Regions from separate parts of the Mus musculus genome. Here all the other regions are linked to region 1. A link is a contact called in public Hi-C data. All regions are on one chromosome and are shown on one strand. The core of a region is the stretch at or near the end of the contact, and the rest is flanking DNA. Distances in the headings are between cores, read along the strand shown.

Region 1 (3,786 bases), core at 673-3,172:
GTTGATGCCATAGAGTTGAATTCCTGCTTCGACAAGACTCCTGGCTCGGTGTGTTTCTTTTGGGCTGTAGACACTCACCATCCCGCTCAGCCCCGGAGAGACCCTGGCAGGTCCGGGATCTCTCTCCTCTCGCCTGAATCTGCCAGCAAGAAGCCAGCATACTGGATTTTCAAGAAGGCAGAGGTTATACTTAGCATATAGAAAGTCTGAGCTTTTTCTAGGCATCACTGCTAGAGCAAGGGGGGCATCTGGGTGTTGGGGACAGCAGCTGAGGGGATCAGTCAGAGGTCATCATGAGAAGACTGGGGACTCTCCCCAGGCCAGAGGTCTTAGTAATGATTCATTTTTACTTTTTTTCCCACTTAAGCTTTCATATTTTAAGTTTTTTACAGATTCTGTAAAAATGAAGGAAATAAAATAAACTACATTTAAGATATGTATTGTCTGAAAGGACCCTTGTGGGAGACACTTACTGCTATTGGGGTTGTCTCCGATGATGTGGTGACGCCCACTCCAGTACCAGAGAAGCAAGGTGGCGTCCCGAGATCCAGACACTATGTAGCAGTCTCCACCAATGTAGGACTCCGACCTGGCCAGGCATGTGACAACATCCCAGTGGCCAAATACAATCTGTGTCAGTTTCCCTGCAGCACGGATGACAATCATATCACTTAGACTCATTATCTTTACAGAAATAGAATTAATTTTATTTTATTAATTTGTGAAAAGAATTCACACACCCTTACGGTTTTGGAGATAATTCAAATCCACTCAGGTGATTTTTTAGGTCATCTTACGAGATGGCCATGATTTTTCTCTTCAGAATTTGGGCCTGACAGTGGAGAGTTTTACTTTTTATTCTGGAAATGAATGTGAATGTGAATGTGGAAATAAAGGCTGACAGATTCACTGAGGTATAAACTCAGATCAGTACTAAGTGAAAGCAGTAGTTCATTTCTGCAGCAGAACTAGCTGGTTATCTTACAATGTGGTCACCAAGTCTTGACCACGTGGAGCTGGCACACCATGGAATCTCTATACTATCATGGCTTCACATCGGAGAGGATGCACTCTCTGTGAGTGCTTGTGTGGTACATATATGTGTTTGTGTGGACATGTGTGTGCACATATGAGGGGAGGCCAGAGGCTGGTATCAGCTGTTTCCTTAGATATTATCCATCTTGTTTTTGAGAAAGGCCTTTCGCAGAATCTAGAGCTTGCCACTTCAACTAGACTAGATGGTTAGGGAGCCTCAGGGATCTTCCTGCGTCTGACCCATCAGTGGTAGGATCATAGGTGTGTATAGGCTTTTACGTGGTTGCTGGGTTGCAGTTCGGGTTCTCTTGAACACTGAAAATAAACCCTCGTTGTGAAGATTACCTGTTTCTGTCGAGTAAACTCTGAAACTTTTATCCCAAAACCCACAGATGAGGATGTAGCGATTATCAGCTGTGACCACGAAGCAGTGGGCATTGATCTGGATGCTCTGGTCTACAAGGTCTGTGATCTGCCGCTTGTTCACACCAGAGTTATTTGCTAAAAACAAACAGAAGAGTTTCGTTATGCCCTAGTGGAAGGAAAATAGACTGTATTTCACTGATGTAGCAATGGGCTTCTGCTGATGCACAAAAGTTAAGATTTAGACATCTTTTCCCCTCAAGGATTACACACATTTCCTTAGTAGCGATGATTATTCACAGGCTATATCATATACTTAAAAACTATGCCAGAAACTTCAGTTCTTCCATCCTCAATAGGAACAGATAGGGAATCCAAGATAATGAATTTAAAGCATCAAAAGTCTTTGGTTCTATTCATGTGTGTATGGTGCAGTTCATTAGTGTCCACGAAGAACCAGGCGGAGGTGAGCCTTACACACAATGCAACACTGTCTCAGCGCCTGCTCCATCTGTCACTTCCCGCACACATTTCAATCCATGTGGAACGGTGGCAGAGAGCTGCTGCGTGACGTGGGAAGCCCACAGGGAGCTTCAGGTCAGTAGCTTTAAAGACCTGGGTTGTCAACAAACACAAGGCCTTTGCAGCACGGCTGGCAGGGGAGGAGACCAATAAAAGAGATGGGAAAGCGATTGGGGGAGAGAGACAGGCAAAGGATCAGTGTGCAGCCCTGGGAGCACATCTGAATATAGCCAAGAACTCAGAGACATCGATGATTTCCCCAGTGCCTGTCTGGATGCCAGCCTGTCCCTTACTCTGCACCATCCTTTCAGGCAAAATCCCTTCCTGAATTCTTAAACAGGAAGTGCAGATGTGGAAGGTCGCTGCCACCAGGCCCTGAAGCTAACTAAATCACAGCAGTGCTATGTGTAGGTATCTACTGAAGCTAGGAAATAATTACCTAGTTAAGGTAAGCAGTAAGAGGGAACTGATATTTAGAAACATTGTTAAGGGGAGAGCAAACCAAAGGTGCTGGACTGCTGGAAAGCTGTTGAAAACCCGCCGACCTGTGCCTGGTCACAGAGAACACAGCCGACCTGTGCCTGGTCACTCAGAACACAGCCAGCCTGGTGTCTGGACACCAAGAGCAGAGCCGACTGTCCCCCAGTCACACACTAGCTACTATTTCATTGTCAGAGTCTGGTGGACAGAGGAACAACAAGCATAGGCTCAGAAATAGTCTTAATCCCAAACCTTGTATCCTTGCAAGGTACGTAAATGCTATCTTGTTGGGGGTGAGAAAAAGTCAATACCAGTCCGTTAGATCAAAATAAAACCTGGATCAAGTGAAGAACAGAATTATCACCGCTTACCCATAACTGAACCACTTTTTATAGAGTTTCAAAGTTTCTTTTAGTTTAATTTTCTAAGTGATTCCACAAGCTAGGAGAATAAGCATCATCAAAGACCACCTCACAAATACTAAAACAAGGGGCAAAGAATGCCATGGACCACATGAACCTAAGTGGTTGTAGCTTAGAAGTTAGCAATTCAGGTGTCTTTACTTAAAAAAAAAAAAAAAAACAAGCTCAGCCCATTTTATAGAAGGTGCTTTTCAGTATTAATTTCCATCAACGGTTTCTATGAATCTCTTTTACCTTAAATAATATGAAATTGTTAAGAATATTTTAGGCCCAAAGGACACTGTAGATATTTGTTTAATTTTCAACTTACAGGACCCCCTTAAAACATCCAGAAAATGCCGTTTGATAGCAAAGCATTCCTGGATGCATGTGGAAGTTGGCAAAGCCCTTTGTGGCAATTTGATGTCATTTTTATGTTGCTGTTGTAATGTATCACTCCACTGTACTCTGAGACAAATGACGAGGTGAGAACTCAGAGACAGCTGAGGTTTTAAAATGCATCTTTGTTAACTGCGATGGTTTCGATGAGCAATGACTGCCATAGGCTCAGGCATTTGAATACCTGGTCCCCAATTGGTGGCACTGTTTGTGAAGGTTAGGGGACCTCTAGGAACCTTGGTGGAGGAAGCACATTAGTGGACACTGGCTTGGAAGATGAATAGCCTTTCTTCATTTCCTGTCTGCCCTGTCTGCTTTGCGTCTGACTGAAGGCGCGACTGCTCGGCTTGTCTGGCTGCTGCTATGCTTCCGAGTCATGAGGGGCTCTCCCTCTAGAAGCAGAGGCCAAAACAAGCTCTTTCTTCCCTTGTTCTTGGTGTTTTATCATAGAAAAGAGTGGATATATTCACATACCGATTAATGGGTCCATCTCAATGGGAAGATGGTGTGCTTGATCCAAGGAGTATCCGGGGGCTCCTCTGAGGCCTGAAGAAGTAAGCATAGAATACTGCTATGAGATTCCCTG
Region 2 (3,786 bases), core at 583-3,082, 120 kb before region 1:
CATTCTTCACACTGACATTTGCCGGCTTTCTTTCCATCGCACATGCTCAGTATCGATTTCCCCTTACGGTTAAAAGGACAGTATATTCCGTGCTGATGCCAAAGCCTTTGCCTGTTGTTGCTGATTGCAGCAATGATGTTTCCAGTGCTCTCCTGCCCTGTAATAAATGGAACTACAGCAGCACTTCAGTGTGTGTTCTATAGAAGTATATACTGTCATTTTAAAGTTACCCAGCCCAGCCTTAACCTTCTCAGACGGTGAGACAATGCATTTACACCTTAGCAGTAGAAATGCCTCCCAATACAGCGGGCTACAGAATGCATTGTGTGTGTCAGTAAGCTTGTGTTTTCAAGTTCTCCACCTTTTCGTTTTGTTTCTGTTTTACCGTTCCCTTCCCCCTCCCTCTATGTACTAGCTCCTGCATGAATTTACTTTCTGAATTTTGTAACTGTCAGATTCTTTAGTTGGCTTCTCTGCTTGAGCAAGGGGGTCGATGGGAAGTGTGACTTTGTTTAACCAGCTTATGAATTCTGTCCCCTCGTTTCCGATTCCAGTCAATGGCGCTGGCGTCTCCTGCCAGGGGCATTGTGTGTGTATCTCTCTAGAGTTACCCACAAGCGTGATGGCTTGCGATGGTTTGAGACATGAACTCTGAGAAGTTCTAGGGAACTTCTCTTCACCTTAATGTCTCCAAAATGATCTCCAGGTAAAAGCTCCATGTTATAGCACTCACCAAGGAAAAAGCACCCCGAGCTTTGGCATTTGTTTTTCAAATAATAGAGTCTGTTGGTTGGCGCAGCACAGTATCTGCCTGACACCATTTCATGGATCAGACTGCCAAGTTTTACCACAAAAAAATTATATATATATATATGTTCATGTGTATATAGATACATATATACTTTATATATTATAATACATATACATTTCCCCTTTGATTATTGCTCCTAATTATTTTTTATAATTAGGGTCTCAAAACAAAGGGCTTAGAAAAGCAGAATATTCAGACAAATAACCAAAATCATGATCAAAGTCATGATCGTTTCTAGGTCTGCTTATAATAGGAAAACACCCTGGCTCGGTGAGAGGATTTCCCAGAAAGGGATCTTTGTGCCTTCAGGATTGGTCCAAGGGAGGGGATCCCACATCTAGTGTTTCATTTACCTAAGCAAATTAGCTCTGGGGGAGGGGGAGTTAATTATGATTCGCCTGCACACAGACCCAGCTTTTGACTTTCCAGCACTGAAGAGAGTGCAGCAGGGTACACAGTTCACAAATGCTGATCTCCCCAGTGGACCGCCCATGCTGTGCACACTCAGTGCCCTTTCCAGTGCCCTTTCAGGGCCTTTCCGGAGTGTGGCTTTGTGCCAGGGGCAAAGGCTAAGCAGAAGTCTACCTGTGGTGATTAGCCTTGCTCCCTTTCATACTTTATGCAAATCGAGCCGTAGTGGTGGATGCAGCCTTTCTTACCCTGTGTGTCCTGTCCTGGGGCGGATCAGCCAGACGTCTACATGTAGAATTGATAGATGGTGAAAAACAGGCCTCAAGTGTGTCTAATTACATCTGGACTTATTTGTATTCTTTTTGTTTTTTTTTTTTAAAGCATCCATAAATTCATCTAATCTCAGAAAAAGGAACATTCTGAGGAATTACAAAACTTATAGAATTAAGGGTAGAAGCAAAGTGTCAAGTAAACACAATAATTAATACACGTGATCCAGTATTAAAAAGACTAACTGCAAGCCTAGCGACAGTCCCCATCGGCAGACAAAATGACACATCCCTGAGTAACGGGCGGGAGCAGATGGGAGATTATCTCTTTCTTCTTCCACACATAAACCGCTCTGCTTTCCAGCTGGGGGCAGTAACAACAATGTTTATAGTTACTGCTGCACTAAACAGCGTACACAGTATGTAAAGCTAAACTGGAGACATGACACTAAAATCTCATTGCCGTCTATGCTTAATTAGGAAGTTTTATAATGCCATTTAGCCCCAGAATGAACACGCTCTCCTCGCTGATCACAAATGCTTCCCTTTTATCTCCACGGAAGTGGGAGCATTCATTTACCCACAGTGGCAGGCCAACTCCTCAATATAAACAATCGTTGACGGCAGAGGACCCCAGTCCCAGCGCTTGTGTTTGTAAGTGCTTGTGGCTGTTCACACTGTTCTGGGCAGAGTACTCCTGGGTCCCACTTGCACTTACAAAGTATCTCACATGAGGGTGTCAGCTGCTAAAACCGGCTCCTTGCAGTGCCCCAAATCAGTGAGGACTTCTTAATAGACATTTTATCGATCATGGAGACATGATGGGATGGAGGGGGGGTGTCCATTTTCTTCTTTCTCTTTTTCATGCCCCTGATTCTTTCTCAGCAACTCTGCTTTCTACCTACAGCCAGGGCTGCATTTTCTGGCTGGCCCATTTATCCAGGAGGCCTTACCACCCAAAGCCCAAGCCCACAAGCTCGCTGGGCTATTCCATGCCCCCTGAGGCCTGAAACATTGCTTCTCCCTGCTGCAAGTCACAAGAAAACACACCCTGCTCTAAACCTCCCTCCCCGCTGCCAAAGTGGGTCTAGTTGCATCATTTCTACCTCTCTCAAGTGCAGATGTCCCCCGTGGCCCATATCATGGCCGAGAACACGCAGAAGAGACTTCTGCATCTGAAGTATATGCAGACCATCAGGACCGTGACCAAAATGAACTAACTTGGTTAATAAAAACAGAACCAGCCAAACAAACAAACAAACACAGGAGGCCAGTCCTTTGAAAATGCTAAATAGGATGAAGCATGGAGGTGAAACAGGACAAAACTGGTTGGGTTCCCAGGCATGACATGACTAAAATGTGCATACTGGTTTCAAGCCCCTCCTGAAACAGTGAGTAATGAGGCAAACCCTGGCAGCCAGGCGCTGGCTTTGGGAGGCTATTAAATGCCGTCATGCTTGGCTGTTAAAAGGAACGGAGTCTATTAAGTGTATCTTGCTGGGTGCAGTTTGAAAGAGGTGTCCCTATTGAAGCCAGATAGTGCCCTCAGCACACTGAGATCTCTGCCCAAGGAGGCCTGCTTTGTGGCCAGTTGCTTTGACCTTGTGCTGAGTGCCAGAGGCTGCCAGAGGCAAGCAGATAGCATGGGATTGACCGCTCCTTCTAGCTCCCATCGCAACCCCTGGCTTCTTCTGTAACAAGGGGGGTGGGGGTGGGGTGGGGGGGGTGAGTTTAGAGCATCCAGCAAGTCACAGACAAATTTCAAAACCAGTCAAACTTTGGTGACACTTTTGGCTTCCAGAGGACAGTGAGCATTGGGTCCAGCAGTTGTCCCTTAATGTCCCCTGAGTGATGGCTCAGGCCAGGTTCAGAAACCCCAGAGCACTTGATAGCTATTGCTGTGGCAAAAAAAGTCAGGAATAGCTGAGAGTGGTAGTACATGCCTTTGATCCCAGCACGTGAGAGGCAGAGGCAGGTGGATCGCTATGAGTTTGGGTCCAGTTTGGTCTATGTAGCAAAATCCAGACCAGCCAGGACTCTACAGTAAACCTTGCCTCAAGAAAAAAAATAATAATAAGTTAAAAATATATAAATGAAGCACAGGAGAACCACCTGGGCATATTTCACCCAGCCACACCGCTGGCTGTTTCCTTTTGATTTTGTTTCATTTGGTTTTCAGAAGCCTCTTGTGAGAGAATTTCAACATCATATATATGCCTTTCTGTAACTTCAACATGTATCTAGAAATAAGAGAAAACCACGAAGCCTAAGTCCTCTCCCAAGTGGTATGAATTG
Region 3 (3,786 bases), core at 543-3,042, 100 kb before region 1:
GATCATGCAGTTTGCCCAAAGAGACAAGGGGTGTGGATTTATTGCTTTCTGTCAAGAAAAGGCAATCTCATACCTGTAAATTTCCTCAACATTTTTTTTTTTGGTCAATTAAACTGAGACCCTTAATGTTACTTTAATGTAAAATTGTATAGTTTTGACTGTGACATACTTTATTAATTTTAAGTAATTAGTGCTTAAGCCTTCAGAACTGTTGGTATCAAGAGTAGGACTTTAAAGTGGTGTTAACTTAACAATGCTCATTCATTCCAACTCACTCAGCTGTAGTCAGGGACAGAGCAGAATAGCTCTCTTACATGCCCCTGACATTAAATCCTTGGTGTGTTCAAAGAATAAATAAAGAGAAATTGAAGCTGGTTCAAGGTTAGAGTCATATCCTTGACAACTTTTTAAAAATTTTTTTATTAGGAAATTAATATTAGCCTTTTTCATTCTGGCTGAAAGAAAATTATTAGAGGATTACTTGAGTGTGAAATTGAATAGTACTTTGCCCCTGCATACTAAAGAGGTGGGCTGGGGACTTGACACATTTAACAAGTTTCCCTCAAGGTTTCGATTTGGAGAAAACAAATTCAACATTTCCTTTGGAGAGTCTGCCCTTGTCACTTGCTGCATGGATCGGATGACGTAGGTTAGTGTCTGATTTTGGAATCCCAATGAAATAACTTTCAAACAATTTGTCCCCATGATTAAAGGTGGAATGGTATCCAATTTCCCCCCTAATCCTTCAGTTTAAGCTCATAAATTGTAGGTGAATGTGGAATGAAATCATCTGTGATATATTATGTTCATTTACCAAACGAGCTCTTTTGATGTTGCCTGTTTTTATGTAAAACATGTTCTTAAACTAATAAAGTCATATCTCTTGGTGTACAAATTATTCACAATGCCCTTCGTTGCTGGGCCAGCTCCTTGGTTTACATTGCCATGATGGTAAAAATCTCATATCGGTTCACTTGGAATTGCCACATTCAGTCCAGAGAGGAATAACCCAGCTGTGTTCCAGGTTGGGGGTGGGGTACTCTGTATACGAGGCTTTAAAAATTAGTCATGCGGTCAAAATGTAGCTTTCCCACATGTCCTCCACAGCACAGTATATATTTCATGAACATAATTCAAAATCAACTATTCCAAAAATGTCCCTTTTCATATATTACCTCCCTGGCCTGGCCAGTGACTTGGACAAACACAGAGAAATCCAATGCTGTTCAGCCTTATTTTATCCATCCACCTACACGCACAAGCTCTCCAGAGGAGACTGCTATTTTAGATGCTAACCTGTAATTAGCTGCCATTTTGTTGACCTTCCCCATTAGGCATTCCAAGCTCAGTTTTGACCTTAGAGAAAATTGCAGCACCGTATGATGGAAGAAAGTTCTTTCCTGTTGGGGTTTCAGTGCCAGGAGATTGAAAAGTCAGCCAGCAAGAGTGATCATAGGCTCCCTGGTGTCACCTTTATGAAGGTGCCAGAATATCTCCCAAGCTCGTGTAAAATTAACTGTCACCTTCCCAGCCACCCATGGGCTGTTGAAGCCCCTGTTTCCCCCTTTGCTCTCCATAGAGAAGAATCTTCTAGATTCTTCTGGCAATTTCCTTGATACAATGGTCACGGCAATTGCTGCCTAAGGACCGTTATCTTGTTTTATGAAACTGATGGGCTTGCCAAAAATCTGCCATTCAAAACTTCCGGTGGGGGGAGTCTCGGTTACAACTCTGGTGCTGGAGATGATAGAGCTGCCACACATGGGGGCTGGGAAGGAGCAGCCTTCCCTGACCCGACCGCAGGCCACTTAGGCTAGGGAGCTGGATAGGTGCTGTGTGATGTACACAAAGCGAGCAGTTAGGAAGGCAGAGGTCAATGGGCTGTGAGAAACAGGTACAGAAGCATCGTGGGGATTTTTCAGAACACATCTCCTGAACCAACTAAGAAAGCCTTTCCTCGTAAGTCTTAAGTGGTAGCCAGGTCCGGTCTCCCCAAAGACGGGCACTAAGACAAGACACACCCAGCCAGCTGGAACAGCCAGATCCACGCTGGCCATCAGCACTGCGACAGATGTCCAAGCCAGCTTGCCTGCACTTCAGATCATTCATTCAAGTGTTTTTTGAGTGAGAGCCAGAAGCATGGATGGCACTTCATTTGGGCTTAGGAAAAATATTGCCTATTTTATTTTATTTTATTTTATTTTATTTTATTTATTTTATTTTATTTTATTTTATTTTTATTTTTATTGCTCTGGTCCAAAAGACTCACAAAACAAGAAACTATACTTGAGCTGACAAAGATGCCATTTATTGGGATTCTTGGTTCGACATTCAGGTGACTCGTGTCTACACCTAGCCTAGCCTCATATGTTCATAGCAACTTTGATTCTTGAAAAGGTGTGTCTGCCATCTGCTCTTATGATGGCACACATACCCCATGGTGATTTTGGCTTAGCTCCTGGGCTCTGAGGTAGAAGGCATCCCAGAGTTCTCTCTGCCATCTGGAATTAGCATAATGTTTTAAACTTTTTATCCTACATTAATACTGGGATATGTCCATCCGTTCAACAAGCTTAACCAAGACCCACTATGAGCAAGAGATGCATAGTTTAGGCTAAAGGAAACCATATTATTTCTGTACAAAAGACCCTCATTCTAGCAAGAAATAATCTTCTACTCTTTGGTCATTGTATGGAGCTACTGATTTATCGTTCACAGATGGCCAAACACCAGTCTGTCAGGGGCACATCCTTACCAGCTTGTGACTAGCTCCCAGCATGTGTAGACAGCGTTGGCTGCCTGCAGTCTAGACATCAGTCACTTGTAACTAGACCTGTGGTCCACCCACTCCATTAGAAAGAAGAAAAGAAAGGGAGATGGTGAGGGAAGAGAGAGCTGGTGAAACTAAAGGCAGAGGAGACACAGCCTTATCTTCTGTGAGGTGTCTTATGGATCGTTGAAAAGGAAAGGAAGTATTGATCGATTGTTGCACTCTTTAAAAGCAATTCCAAAGGGATGCTCTGGGTGAGTGTGTGGACTTAGCAAAGTTCTTAGCCCCATACACATTCTTCACTCAAGACTACTGTGCCCTTCTGACAGAGTGAACACAAGTAAGACACCATAAATAGCTCTATCAGCACACCCCCTCTCAAGCTACACGTCTTTGTCCGTTCTTCTTGGACTTTCCAGATCCCCTTGAAGGACTTTTTATCAAACACCCACAGCAGAAGTTCAGCCTGGGACCCCACATTCACACCCAGTGTGAGTTATATATTTTTACCTTTTCTCTGTCTTGTGTGTATGTTGGGGGGTGTGTGGAGAAGTTAATATTAGTATTTGATATGGGAATAAAAGAACCCATATTTTCCTTGGCTAGGCTGCCTAGTCAGATGGGTTTTATGACAGACTGCTGTCATTAAACATATTAAACCTCATGAATTTATTGTTATGCAATCAGTTCTGACATTGTAGGATGACACCACATCTTTGTCAATGTTTCTGGCATAGCATCTTCAGGACTCCTGGGCTGGCTTCCTTAAGAGGCATCTTGCTCCACTTCCTCCTGGGCCAGGCCTGAGATGGGAGTTGTCTTGTTTCCATTCAGACATGTAACTGTGAGAGAGAAAAAGAGGGGAGGATAGGTGGATGGATGGATGGATGGATGGATGGATGGATGGATGGATATGGATACAGGTTAAAGCAGCTGCAACTGGGTTTGAGAAGCATCAGAAGTTCCGGAAAAGTCTGTATAGATAAGCTAATGAAGTAGACCAAGAAAGGCTGCCT

Evidence for each region. A called contact is a pair of places that touch in the nucleus more often than the background predicts.
Region 2: a Hi-C map of cerebellum shows a contact between it and region 1, with 2.3 times the contacts expected there. The contact joins two enhancer-like sites. A contact is called at or near these places in 1 of 15 datasets of contacts at CTCF or cohesin (the NIH/3T3 cell line), 18 of 484 Hi-C or Micro-C datasets (the G1E-ER4 cell line, LSK cells, the Patski cell line and 12 more), 2 of 115 datasets of contacts at active chromatin or transcription factors (both in bone marrow-derived macrophages) and 2 of 9 other capture datasets (adipose tissue and embryonic stem cells).
Region 3: a Hi-C map of cerebellum shows a contact between it and region 1, with 2.2 times the contacts expected there. The contact joins two enhancer-like sites. A contact is called at or near these places in 1 of 39 promoter capture datasets (second pharyngeal arch cranial neural crest), 1 of 15 datasets of contacts at CTCF or cohesin (the NIH/3T3 cell line) and 13 of 484 Hi-C or Micro-C datasets (the G1E-ER4 cell line, brain, cerebellar granule neurons and 8 more).

What each region holds. Positions count from the first base shown.
Region 1 is chr3:55,642,264-55,646,049 of GRCm38.p6, forward strand. It overlaps Nbea (neurobeachin), which reads right to left. Exons shown (of 58, transcript NM_030595.1): 52 at 3,675-3,746; 53 at 1,381-1,536; 54 at 474-644. Among named protein-coding and RNA genes, the nearest start is that of Gm43549, 63 kb to the left of the region's middle. Within about 2 kb of position 1,923, at least 13 of the 459 cell types and tissues checked have an H3K27ac peak or open chromatin away from gene starts, as enhancers often do. A contact at or near this core is called in cerebellar granule neurons and cerebellum, where this site is marked.
Region 2 is chr3:55,522,104-55,525,889 of GRCm38.p6, forward strand. The region is part of intron 16 of Dclk1 (doublecortin-like kinase 1); the gene reads left to right. Among named protein-coding and RNA genes, the nearest start is that of Gm31796, 19 kb to the right of the region's middle. Within about 2 kb of position 1,833, at least 30 of the 459 cell types and tissues checked have an H3K27ac peak or open chromatin away from gene starts, as enhancers often do. A contact at or near this core is called in cerebellar granule neurons and cerebellum, where this site is marked.
Region 3 is chr3:55,538,164-55,541,949 of GRCm38.p6, forward strand. Dclk1 (doublecortin-like kinase 1) reads left to right here. Exons shown (of 17, transcript NM_001195538.2): 17 at 1-905. Gm31796 (a long non-coding RNA gene) reads right to left here. Exons shown (of 2, transcript XR_375678.4): 2 at 2,287-3,612. Among named protein-coding and RNA genes, the nearest start is that of Gm31796, 3.3 kb to the right of the region's middle. Within about 2 kb of position 1,793, at least 5 of the 459 cell types and tissues checked have an H3K27ac peak or open chromatin away from gene starts, as enhancers often do. A contact at or near this core is called in cerebellum, where this site is marked.